2 separate regions of the Muntiacus reevesi genome follow, and region 2 is linked to region 1. A link is a contact called in public Hi-C data. All regions are on one chromosome and are shown on one strand. The core of a region is the stretch at or near the end of the contact, and the rest is flanking DNA. Distances in the headings are between cores, read along the strand shown.

Region 1 (6,112 bases), core at 1,777-4,276:
GCACACTCAGGGAGATGGTGAGGGAAAGGGAGGTCTGGCATGCTGCAGTCTATAGGCATAAAGTCAGACACGACTAGGTGACTGAACAACAACCACCTTTTTATTTTGTATTGGGGTGGTGGTGGTTTAGTTGGTAAGATGTGTCCTACTCTTTTGTGACGCCATGGGCTGTAGCCTGCCAGGCTCCCCTGTCCATAGGATTTCCCAGGCAGTACTGAAGTGGGTTGCCATTTGCTTCTCCAGGGGATCTTCCCAATTCAGGGGTGAAACCCTTATCTCCTGCATTTGCAGGTGGATTCTCTACAGCTGAGCTGCCAGGGAAACCTGGCATAGTGGGCACAGCGGATTAACAACATTGTGATAGCTTCAGGTGGACAGCAAAGGGACTCAGCCATATGTATACATGTATCCATTCTCCGCCAATTCCCCTCCCATTCAGGATGCCACATAACACTAAGCAGAGTTCCATGTGCTATATAGGTTTTTGTTGGTTGGTTATCCATTTTAAACACAGCAGTGTGTACTTGTCCATCCCAGACTCCTTATCTATTCATTCCCCCTGGCAAACTGTTAAGTTCCTTCTCTAAACTTGTGAGTTTGTTTCTGTTTTCTAAGTAAGTTCATTTGTATCATTTCTTTTTAGAGTCCACATATAAGGGGTGTCATGCAATATTTCTCCTTCTGTCTGACTTACTTCACTCAGTATGATAATCTCTAGGTACACGCATGTTGTTGCAAATGGCATTACTTCACTTTTTAAAGACTGAGTAATATTCTATTGTATATGTACCAAGGTTTTTTTTTTTTTTTTTTTGAAATGCTAGTCTGCCATCTTTTCAGTCTACTAGCTTTACAATTAAAGTGGTCCTTGTTCCAACAACTGTTTTCCCGATTTACTGGCCTGCTGTGCAGAGGGCAAAATGAAATTGAGCTTGGTAACACATAAATTTAAAATAAATTATTTAAACAAATAATTATTTAAATTCATTTAAATATTTACTTGAATTTAAATAAATTTTCCTAAATTTTAAATAGACTTCATTACTAAATACATGATAATAGATTTAAAAGAATTTAGAGCATAGGCTAGTTAAGAAAGCATGCTCTAAATTCAATCTACTTGGCTATTTTTTCTCTTCACTGCCTCTGTCTTCTACTTGTGTGATTCTGGACACAGCTTAACCTTAGTTTTGTCATCTATAAAATAAATGAGTACCTACCTCACAGGGTAGCAGCTGGGAGAATTAAAAGGGCAATCTATGTAAAGCACTTTGAACAGTGCCTGGCACATAGTAGGTGCTCAACAAGGGTTATTATTATTCATTCTAATCTCATCCTTCAGGCTCAAACAACCATAGTCAAGAAGTACCAACGCTTTTTTCCAAAGGTACAGAACTATTCAACCTGTAAGTAATACTCTCCAAAATCAAAGCTCTCACAACTATAAAGTTAGTTCTATTATTTAGTATAAAACTTGGAAATATGGTAACTCCATTCCCCACTATACTAATGAAACACTGCTCCTATTCAATAGGATCTGAAAGAAAAAATAAAGGTAATGATGTGTAAAAGGATATTCAGGGATCTTCAATGTGGTAGGCTGCCTTGAGGACGGCCTCTAAAACTCCAAAATTTCAGTATTCTCACTGGATAACCTTCTGCCGGTTGAGTGTGGGCTGGACATACTGACTCATTTCCAAGAATAAAACAGGGCAGTGGTCTGCTACTGCCAAGATTGGGTTACAAAATGACAGAGCTGTAGGCAGAGATGCCATCTCTCTCTCTGTGTGACCCCCCACATCAAAGAGCTGGATGAAGTTTAGAATTTAATCCTCGTTAGGTTGAACCTTTGAGCTGACTGCACCCCAGCCCAAACCAGGACAACAAACTTGTACTGGATAAGAGCACCCACTTAAACTGTACCCAGATTCCTGATCAACAGAACATGTGAGAGAATAACCGTTTGTTGTTTTAAGCCACTTAATTTGGGGGTATTCTGCTATGCACAAACTAAGGTGCTCAGTTTTTTTCAGTCTATAGATTCACTACTCAAAGTTTCAGTACCATTCTGACAAAATTACTGATCATTATTAGGCAGTATTAGATGATCAGTTTGACAACAAACCAAAACCTGCATCTGCCTCTCATCCCAAACACGCAACGATTATTCATGTGATTTAAACAGCCCCCGACTCACGCTTCTCAATAGAAGCAGCTTTAAGCCGCAACTGGTTTCCACTATTTTAAGTATTCTCCCGCAAATAGTCTGCAAGGCTGGTTGCTTTTCAATGTTCAGATTTCAGCTAAAATATCACCTTATTAAAGGCCTTTCCGGACTAGCCATCCGGATAGAGCCACTGCCTACCTCACTACCAATCACATTTTCCTCTTACTGTCTCCAATAACTTCTCCTCCCAATACGTTGTGTTTATTCAGTAGTTTGTGTATTGCCTCCGCCCGCACTACAACACTCTCCATGAAACTTGTTCGCGGCTCCCGTCAGCCCTTTGTCTGGTACACGACAAAGACTCTGTAAGTAACACTGGTATCTGTGGACGAAAAAGGCATGGAAAGCAAAAACTCAGGCCAAGGAAGATGATCTGGAGAAGTGGAGCGGTCAGCTAAGTCCCATCAGGCGAAACCAACCAGCCCTGCCTCGAAAGCCTGAAAACTACAAGAGACCAGAACTACAGGAAAACTACAGAAATGAAAACACAGAGATTGGTTTTGACACGCAAAACACTGCAGGGGGCCCCGGCGGGGAGAATGGAGTGAGCGAACTGACCAGACCTCGTGGGAACGGTGAGGATCAGGGAGGGGACGGGAGGGACGACCTTGAGAGTACATTACCCGAGTCGCCCCCCGGCACCGAGGGGGGCAGCGTGAGGGTGAACACGGCGGCCACAGCGGCGAACACGGCGACGCCGCCGCGGAGGCCCCCAGCGCGCCGCGCCCCCGCTCGGGCTGCCCGCCCCCCCAGCCGGGCCCCCGCCGTCGCCATGGAGACCCATGGGCCAGAGGGGACCAAGGAAGGAGGACGCGGCGGGCCCCAGGAGTCGGGGCGCCCGGAGCCCACAGGGCGAGAGGCGAGCTCGGCACTAGGCGGCCGCGGCGGCTTCCGGGTCGGGCCGGGTGGGACCGGACCGCACCTTTCTGCGCCGGCGCGGGGGCAGAAAACGCGGGGTCTCGCGGGAGCCAGGCCCGGGCAGCCGTCAGACTGCTCGGGGATTTCAGAATTATAGTGTGCTTTCCACTAGCGCATCACAAGGGACAGCCTTCTCTTAACAGAGGAAGCCTGGGCCGCCGTCTCTATGGCCTCCCCCACTTCCTGGCCACTTGGTCGGGTCTGACAGAGACGGGAGCCGGGTCGCCAAGCGGACTGGAGGAAGGGTAGCGACTTCCCCCTGAGGTGTGGGGTGGAACTGCACGAGGGGCCCCAGCCCGCCAGCCCGCAGTGTGCGCCTTAGGAAGTCAGCAAACACCGAAATCACGTGTTTACAGCGAGTAATTATATGGCCGTGTGCTAACTGTTAAATCGCCGAGTTATTTTCAGAGAGATTAAAGAAAGCTAATTGGTCTTTTTTCCCCCCTTATAGCATGAGGAAAACTTGGGAGATGAGCTGAAAAACTTGTTTCTGAGGTAGTAGAAATAATTTATATCATGATAAAATTGTCTCCAACATTGATGAGGAGGAGTGTTTCTGTGAAGCTTTGACTACGCGGTGGAAAATGAGATGAAGTCACTGCATTTTCCAGTTGGCTGCAACACCAAAAAGAATGGGGACTCTTGGTAAGGTCTTTAAGCTTACTTTATACAGTATTGTAGCAACTATTTTGGAGTGGGAGGGGAGGTGGGATACCTCCCTGGAATGCATCTCAAAAGACACTGAAGATCAGTGATGGTCTAAAACGTGTTATAAGCAAGCTGACAGGAACACAGCGTCTCAAACGTAGAGTGACTTAACACACCTGTGTAGACTGGCACACATGGCGCCAGCATTACCTTGGTCTTTCTCAGGTACTCCGTAAGGCTTTCTCTGCAGGATTTCGAGTCCCTGGGGAACCGGTAGGCAGCTTCTAAAATGCTCCCCATAATCTGACTTCCCGTATTCACTCCCTTATGTAAATCCTCTACCCTTGAGTGTGGGCAGAACCTAGTGACTCACTTCTAGCAATAGGCTAAGACAAAAGTGATGGAGGTCACTTTGGAGATGAGGTTTTTAAAAGACTGACTTTTCATCTTTTTTGCACTCCCCACCATGGGCATCACCTTGCTGCCCTCCCACTTATTCACTCTGATGAAGTGGCTTCACCAGCTTGTGAGCTATCTTATGGAGCCATCCACATGGCAGGGAACTCCTCTGCACCCTGAAATTGTTTCTCCTATCAGCGATAGCACACTTCTTTGACTTTCCTTTTACCCCTGGCCTCTCTGCCCGGTATTGCTTCTATCAAGCCCTCCACATAATAAGAGTACACCAGGCCTTGGTTATAGACTTTTCTTTCTCTTTCTCCCTTCTTTCCCAAGATAATCTTATTGAGACTTTAAATAGTAACTCTAGGCTGATAAAGGGCTTCCCCAGTGGCTCAGCAGTTAAAGAATCTACCTGCAATGCAGGAGACGTGAGTTGATCCCTGGGTGGGGAAGATCCCCTGGAGAAAGAAATGGCAATTCACTCCAGTATTCTTGCCTGGGAAATCCCATGGACAGAGTATCCTAGCAGGCTCCAGTCCATGGGGTCACAAAAGAGTCAGACATGATTTAGCAATTGACTATCAATAATCAGGTCCTACTATAGTTAGATTTGATGACCTGGAGGTACTTGAACCTTGAAAGTTCCACAGGTCAGTGTCAGGAGGTTAATAGATATGGAAACAAAGGAACAGTGAATAAGAAGTGAGAAAATGGAAAAGGGAAAATAGAATATATTTGCAAGAAATTTGGCAGTGAAGGGAAAGAGAGAAGTAGTGCAGGAAGACACAGGGATTGAAGTGTCACATGAGTTTTTGGTAATCCAGGGGAGCATTTGGAGAGAAATAGTGAGGAACAAAAGATGTACAGGAGGCTGGAGGGGATGGAACCAAGGAGGGAAGAAGAGTAGGGATGAAAACAGGAAATGTTAAGAATTGTTTACGAAAGAGAGATAGTGAGGTGGACCTTATCCTGCAGCAGACTAATAAAATACAGGAGTATTTTTACCTGTTATGTATGTTCTGCTCCATTCCACATTGCATTAGAGACAGCTACTACTGTAAAACAGAAAAATATGTGTATCAGGATCCAACCAGAGAAGAACTAGAGGGAGATACGTATTATGGAATTTATTGCAGGGAGTTGTCTCACGTGATTGTGGGGGCTGGCTAGGCAAGTCTGAAATCCATGGAGAAAGCCAGGCCTTCCTGGCATTGTGGTCTGCATCCACATCTATGGACATTCAAGGGCTCCACATTCTATCTGGGCAGAGAGGATGCTCCAGCTCTTCCCCTGTGTTCCACTGATACCTCCCTGGATAGGAGAAGGGGTAGGAGTGCCTCATGACTGCTCCCCTGCAGCTTCCTCTGACACTACAGTGAGGAGGGGGCAGGCCAGGGATCTCCTTTAGGTCCTGTCTGACACCACCGCAGCAGGGAGAAGAGGGGCAGCTCGTTACTGCTGGATGGGGCAGAAGGCTGGTCTCCCCATGTTAACATCACTGGTGCCATGGATGGAAGTTTTGGCTCTCTTCTTGGCCTTTTTTGACATCACCCTGGTGGGTGTGTTGGGGCATCTGGAAAGGGTAGAAGTCTCTGTTCCCCACTCAGCCTTTGCTGGAGCAACTGGAGGTGGGGAGGCCACAGTTTTTTCTTTGGTTTCTAGTTACATAGAGAGTTACTTTCTAAATGTATCTGTATTACCTTTTCCTTGTTCTTTGACCAGAGAGAGAGAGAAGGTTTTTGTGGGGTGGAGGCTTTTTTTGTCTGTCCTATTGGAGTCTCACTTTTCTAGCACCCAATCTCAGCTACGTGAAGCAAAGAGACACCCAAGGATCTGACCACCATGTTCTTTAGGTTTCAAGATTCCTGTCTGGTCTACCTTATCCTCTCCACCTTTTGGGCACTATTTCATCCTTTT
Region 2 (6,112 bases), core at 1,024-3,523, 730 kb before region 1:
AGAGCATTTTACAAGGAATTAACAAGTGAAAGTAAGTCAATTCTAAACAGTAAATAATGGTAGTGGCTTTTCCCTTCACATATCATAAAACACTCATTAAAAGCATGTTGCCTTTCTTCAATAAAATCCAATGGAAACGACATGCTGTGAGCACATGGTACAAAGCACACACCTGTAGTCGACATTTAGGTGAAAGATCTCATACAGACCGAAACTGGTCAATATTATTGGGAAACTATTGGTACTACCAGTACTATGTAAGTTAAATTACATATATATATTCAGCTTGCTTGGTAAGTCAATTCTTTCTTACTCAGATGTAAGTAAGAAATTTGTCAATTATACTTCACACAAGCCAGCATTAGTACTAGCATTTAGACATACCTGTGACCAACTTCTTAAAAAAAATTACAGATTAGTAACAATTTCACACTTAGTTTCCTACACTCCCAAAAAGGCTATTTTGCTCAAGTTTCAGGAGTCTTTTTCAACCACCAGAAGTGTTAGTATCGCCTTCTGCAACTCTGCACCAGAAAGCAGGCTGGCTACAACTGCTAATTGTCCTGTTGAAGTAAAAGGAAACAATCTCCATAATTACGGAATATGCTTGTAAGATTTAATTCTCCAATGTGGCCACAGCAAGTTTACCGACAATCATGTTCACCAAAACATGTTTATGCATACACTCTTCCCTGATTATGGCTGTAATTGAGAGATTAATAATGCCTGTATCTGAACAGAACCATGCGCAAATTAAATGATTGCAAAGTGCTTTGAGGATGAGGGAGGATAATTAAAGACGGTTAAACATGATGATAAGCTAGTGTAAACAGGATACGAGACCCCCAACATGCATCATACTAGCTTACTGCATTTACATCAGTATCAAGTTGACCCGGATCACGAAGTCTTACCTTTCATAGGGTTTCATTAAATACGTAGGAGTGTATACACGCGCTTTACATCATGTATCATACTATGAAATGCAGAATACATACATTGACATTCCAGCCCTCACACTCCCTGCCCCGCACGGCCTGGATCTCTGCCGGGTTCACCCGTTTTTCATTCCATCCACTTACCAAGAAGCACAGCTGTGGCCAGTTGTGGATAAAATATCTATAGGTATATATGGAGTAGGGTTCAGACAGATCTTTGGTGATCAGTCTCATGATATCGGGCATTTGTAGCTCGGATTCATATCGGACGTAACGTATCGTCCGATCCTCCCCCGGCTCAACCTCCCGGCCTGAGGGGCTCCTTAAACTGCAGCCTGCGGTCAGGGATGAAGCCAGCAGCCGCACCTGCTCGTCTTCCTCCTCCTCCTGCTCAGTGCCCTCCGCCAGTCCATTGCGGGCCGCCGCGGGATCGCTCGCCGCCGCTGCCTCTGCCGGGCTGGGGAGCGCAGTTCTTGCATTACTGGGGAGGCAGTGAGGGGGGCTCTCGCCCGAGTGTACCCCGGCTCCTTTTGTTGCAGTCGCTCTGGGGCCCCCGTCGGGGGTGGCCGCGATCGTGGCCGCCTCGGCCGAGCTCAAAACCTTGCTCTTGAGGGAGGCGGCCGCCCGGAGGTGCCGCAGTTCGGGGTTGATCAATCCGTTGAGCTGCAGCTGCTCCTGCGGCGGCTGAGGGCAGCGGAGGCACGGATGCCCCTTGGCCGCCGCCTCGCCGCCCGCCGGGCTCCCGCCGCAGCCGCCGCCTTCGTGCTCCTCGTCGTCCTCCTCGTCCTCGCTGCAGCAGGCGAGGGCGGCCCCCGCGGAGAAAGGACAGCGGGGCTCGGCCGCCGCCGAGGCCGGAGGTGCTGGTGGTGGGAGGAGGCTGCTAGGCCCAGGCGGTACCTCCGCCATCCTAGAGGCGACACAGACCGAGAGGGGAGGCCATGAGACCCGGCGGACGAGCGCGGAGCAGAGGAAGCGGAGGGCGGGGGGCGGCGGGAGTGGGGGGGGGGTGGAAAACAAAGGCAGAAACCGTCCCTAACAGAGCTGGCCCCCCAATTCCGCGCCACCCCCCGCCCCGTCTCTTCAGCGCCGCCCAGCTGCTCAGCCGGCCACCGTCCCCGTCCGCCCGCGCTCATCCGCCAGCCCTGTCACCCGCGGCCCCTCCCCGTCCCCTCCGCGCAGCTCACCCCGCACAGGTCCCCGCCGCCACTGCCGCCACTCCTCTTCCTCCTCAGCCGCCGCCGCCTCCCTCGCCGCCGCGGTTGCCTCCGCCGCCGCCAAGGCTCACACTCAGCCGCCGTCGCCGTAAAGCGCCTCGGCTGTTACCCCGGGTAAAGTTTCCTGGGCCTGGCTTTACGACACTTCCCTGCCTGCCGGCTGCCGGGCCGAGGGAAAGGGGCGTGGAGGGAGGTGACCTGTGAAGGGGAGGGGCGAAGGTGTCTCCCGCGGCCCCGTGGCGGCTGCGTGCTGGTGGGTGGGGCTGTAGGGCAGGGAAGTTGCAGAGGGCTTGGGAGTCACCAGCCCTTAACCCACTATCTTCGGCCTTGCGGGCTGCTTGGCCCTCCGACCTTGCAGAGCCCGGGAAGGATGGGCCAGACAGGCGCTCCCACGAAGCTGCCGCAAAGCCCGCCCGCTCTGGGCCTGCTCCCCTGGCCTTGGACCAGTCTCCTAAAAATGCTTTTCCTCAGCTGTACGACGTTTAACCTTTGCTCTGACCGGGGGTAGGGGGAGGGTTACCCGTGTCCCTTAAAAATGGAGCAATCAGGAGAGGAAAAATTCCCGAAAAGGAGACAAAGTTTAAAAGTTTAAACTGTGGAAAAATATGGAATGACTGATGAAACCTGGTTCGTTCGCAACGTGAATTTAGTCTTTGCCTCTTCGAGGCAAGAGAAAGTTGACAGGTAGTCCTTTTCCTCTCTCCTCCTTTATCCCTTTCACCCAGCCCTGGAAGATTGGAAGTAAATGGGATTAGCAGGTGTTCGGCAGCTGTAAACACACCTGGGGAAGAATTAGAGATGTTGAAAGAGAATGACAATGGCTAAGAAGCACATTCCTAAACTTGTAAACCGAATGGTGATAGGTGAGAAGCACCGGCCAAGAGGTGTCCTGAACCTCCCCCGCCCCGCTCTGCCCCCTCTGCCAAGTGATCTGCCAGTGCGGACGCAGAGGGAAAAGAACTGCCCCCAGCGCCAGAGCGCTAGGCTCTGCTCTTTCGGCTCTGGTCCACAGCCGCGATATTCAGCCCTAAGTTCAGTTCTAAGAGGAGCGCAGGTAGTGTGAAGCACCAGCACACGGAGCAAGTTAAGTTTTTTAAGCTGAAAGTAGAGTTGGGCACATGTGCAATAGATGAATATTTTCAGAGATATAATTCTCTGATTATAATTTTTGCCATAATCTAAACTAAAAAAATAGGATACAGTGTGGCATAGCTGTTGGATAAAATTGTTAGGTTCCTTGTCACTAAAGATGTTAAAGAAAAACTCTCACCTATTTAGAAGGACAAGGGCTTCCCAGGTGTCTCAGTGGTAAAGAACCCACCTGTCAATGTAGGACAGGTGGGTTCAATCCCAGGACTGGGAAGATCCACTGGAGAAAGAAATGGCAACCCTCTGCAGTATTCTGGCCTGAGAAATCCCATGGACAGAGGGGCCTGGTGGAGTCTGGTAGGAGTCACAAAAGAGAAACGACTCAGAGACTAAACAACAACAATCTAGGTCAACCTATAGTGATAATAATAGCAATAACATAATGTATTACTTGGGCTAGGCACTGTCGTAAATATATTATGTGTATTTATTAACTCTTTTATTGGTTTGTATAGGAATACATTTATAGGGCTTCCCTGGTGATGCAGTGAATAAGAATCCACCTTCCAACACAGGGGATCTTGGTTCCATTCTTGGTCAGGGAAATAGGATCCCGCATGCTAAGGGGCAACTAAGCCCTCCTGCCTCAACTAGAGAGAAGCCCAGGCACCATGATGAAGGTCTGGTGTGCCACAACTAAGACTCAACACAGCAAAATAACAAATATGTCTTTTTTAAAAAGAAATACATATGTGGACAAATAAACACGCAGAAACTTATTTATTTTAGCCTTGTCTATAGTAGGAATGGTGGTGATGGTTTAGTCACTAAGTTATGTCTGACTTTTGTGACCCCATGGACTGCAGCCAGGCTCCTCTGGCCATGGGATTTCCCAGACAGAAATACTGGAGTGGGTTGCCATTTCCTTCTCCAGGGGATCTTCCCGAGCTCGGGATTGAATACAGGTATCCTGCACTGCAGGCAGATTCTTTACTGGCTGAGTTACCAGGGAATAAATAATTCCAAATCATCTGAGTATGTCAGTACAATTCATTCTGTATCATTTGAAATAGACTTATATTGGTACTCTTCACATTACTGTGGCTGCATAGCAAATTACCCCCACAATGTGGTATGAAACAATCATTTATGTTGCTCACAGATTCTGTGGGTCAAAAATTCACACAGAGCACAACAGAGATGACATTTTCTGCTCCATTATGCACAGAGCCCCACCCAGAAGAGCCAAAGGCTGAGGGCTGGAATCATCTGAAAACTTTTACTCTCCTATTGATGTCTGATGCTGACTGGAGGCTGCAGGCTGGAGGCCTCAGTTTGATTTAATGTAGACCCTGTTGTCTCTTAGTATGGACTGGTTTGGGGCTTCCTCACAACCTGATGGCTGAGTTCCAAGGGCAAGTATGCCAAGAGAGAGAGAGACCAAGACCGAGACCAAGCTAGGTAAAAATCATGTCACTTTTTATGACTGAGCCTTAGAAGTTATACAGTGTCGGTTCTACTGCATGCTATCTGTCCAAGTTCCAGAGGAGGGGAAATAGACCCTACCTCTTGATTGAGGAGAGGCAACGTTCCTAAAGAGCATGTGGGCATTTTGGGAAATTGCAGGCCGCCACAAGTGCTTATGTGGAAAGACCTCCTAAGTTCCTTAAGGGTAAATAAATGAGATGAATAATAAGTACACTGTGATCCCATTTATGGGTTTTAAAAAATGCAATACAAAACTATATTTCCAAATGTAAACACACAATGTTTAAAGATACAAATTTTTCAAACCACATAGTTTCTACGTATAACCTGGGTGTTCAGCCAAAGAAACAATGATCCATTCAAATCATGCAGGAAAAACTGGCCAAAATGGTCTCACCATTTCCCCAAGACAGGTTGAAGTGTCATTTTTGCTGAGAAAACTCTCTCACTCATTAACTGTGGAATATAAGCTTGTCCTTAAAAAGATGTGATTCCATTGTACTGAATGAGTTTGAACAAGTGTTCAAATTCTTTCTACCTTTTAAGTTGTCATTGAGTTTTCTCACACTGGAGTGCTGATTTGATGTTTCTTTCTGAAAGATATTTTCAGAAAGATGAGATTTGTAAAGAACTCCTAGAGGTCAGGAACTGAGTCATTCGTTTTGTATTCAGTTATCTAGCACATAAAAAGGGGTCTTGTTAAGTTTTTTGACTAAATTATGCCATTCTTTCATTCATTAGTTTAGGATATTTATAATTACAAAGTAAATTCCCGCCTCCTTGCTAATTAATAAGCTAATAAGATTTCTGCTATCTAAGCTCCAGTTTCTGTGCTTTATAGCCCAGTGTTTAAATATCAATGATGAGCTTCTAAATCAGATGACTTCTCTAGGAAATTTGTCCTTCTTAAGAAATCTTTTTCTTTTTACTCATGTTGTTGTTCAGTCACTAAGTCATGTGTGACTATTTCGCAACCCCATGGACTACAGCATGCCAGACTTCCTTCCCAGTCCTTCACTAACTCCTGGAGTTTACTCAAACTCAAGTTCATTGAGTCGGTGATGCCATCCAACCATCTCATCCTCTGTAGCCCTCTTCTCCTCCTGCCCTCAATCTTGCCCAGCATAAGGGTCTTTCCCAGTGACCTGGCTCTTTGCATCAAGTAGCCAAAGTATTGGAGCTTCAGCTTTAGCGTCAGTTCTTCCAATGAATATTCAGGTTTTTTTACTCATGTTTTTGAGTAATATGCTGATATGATAATAGCATTATTTTAGGCAAAGAAATAGAATTAGTTCTATTTACCCAATTCTTTAGGCATATCTGCCTATTTTGACACTCTGAAAAGACAACTATCACTATGAGCAATGACTGCATAGGAAGATG

Evidence for each region. A called contact is a pair of places that touch in the nucleus more often than the background predicts.
Region 2: a Hi-C map of blood shows a contact between it and region 1, with 2.5 times the contacts expected there. The contact joins the promoter of NAA30 here to the promoter of TMEM260 in region 1. A contact is called at or near these places in 2 of 3 Hi-C or Micro-C datasets (blood and muscle).

The regions. Positions count from the first base shown.
Region 1 is chr7:66,401,625-66,407,736 of mMunRee1.1, reverse strand. TMEM260 (transmembrane protein 260) reads right to left here and starts at 3,026. Exons shown (of 17, transcript XM_065940233.1): 1 at 2,979-3,026; 2 at 2,851-2,977. The coding sequence starts at 3,011. LOC136171550 (a long non-coding RNA gene) reads left to right here and starts at 647. Exons shown (of 3, transcript XR_010663892.1): 1 at 647-2,802; 2 at 3,597-3,790.
Region 2 is chr7:67,133,339-67,139,450 of mMunRee1.1, reverse strand. It overlaps NAA30 (N-alpha-acetyltransferase 30, NatC catalytic subunit), which reads right to left and starts at 2,273. Exons shown (of 5, transcript XM_065940238.1): 1 at 2,123-2,273; 2 at 1,083-1,845. The coding sequence starts at 1,844.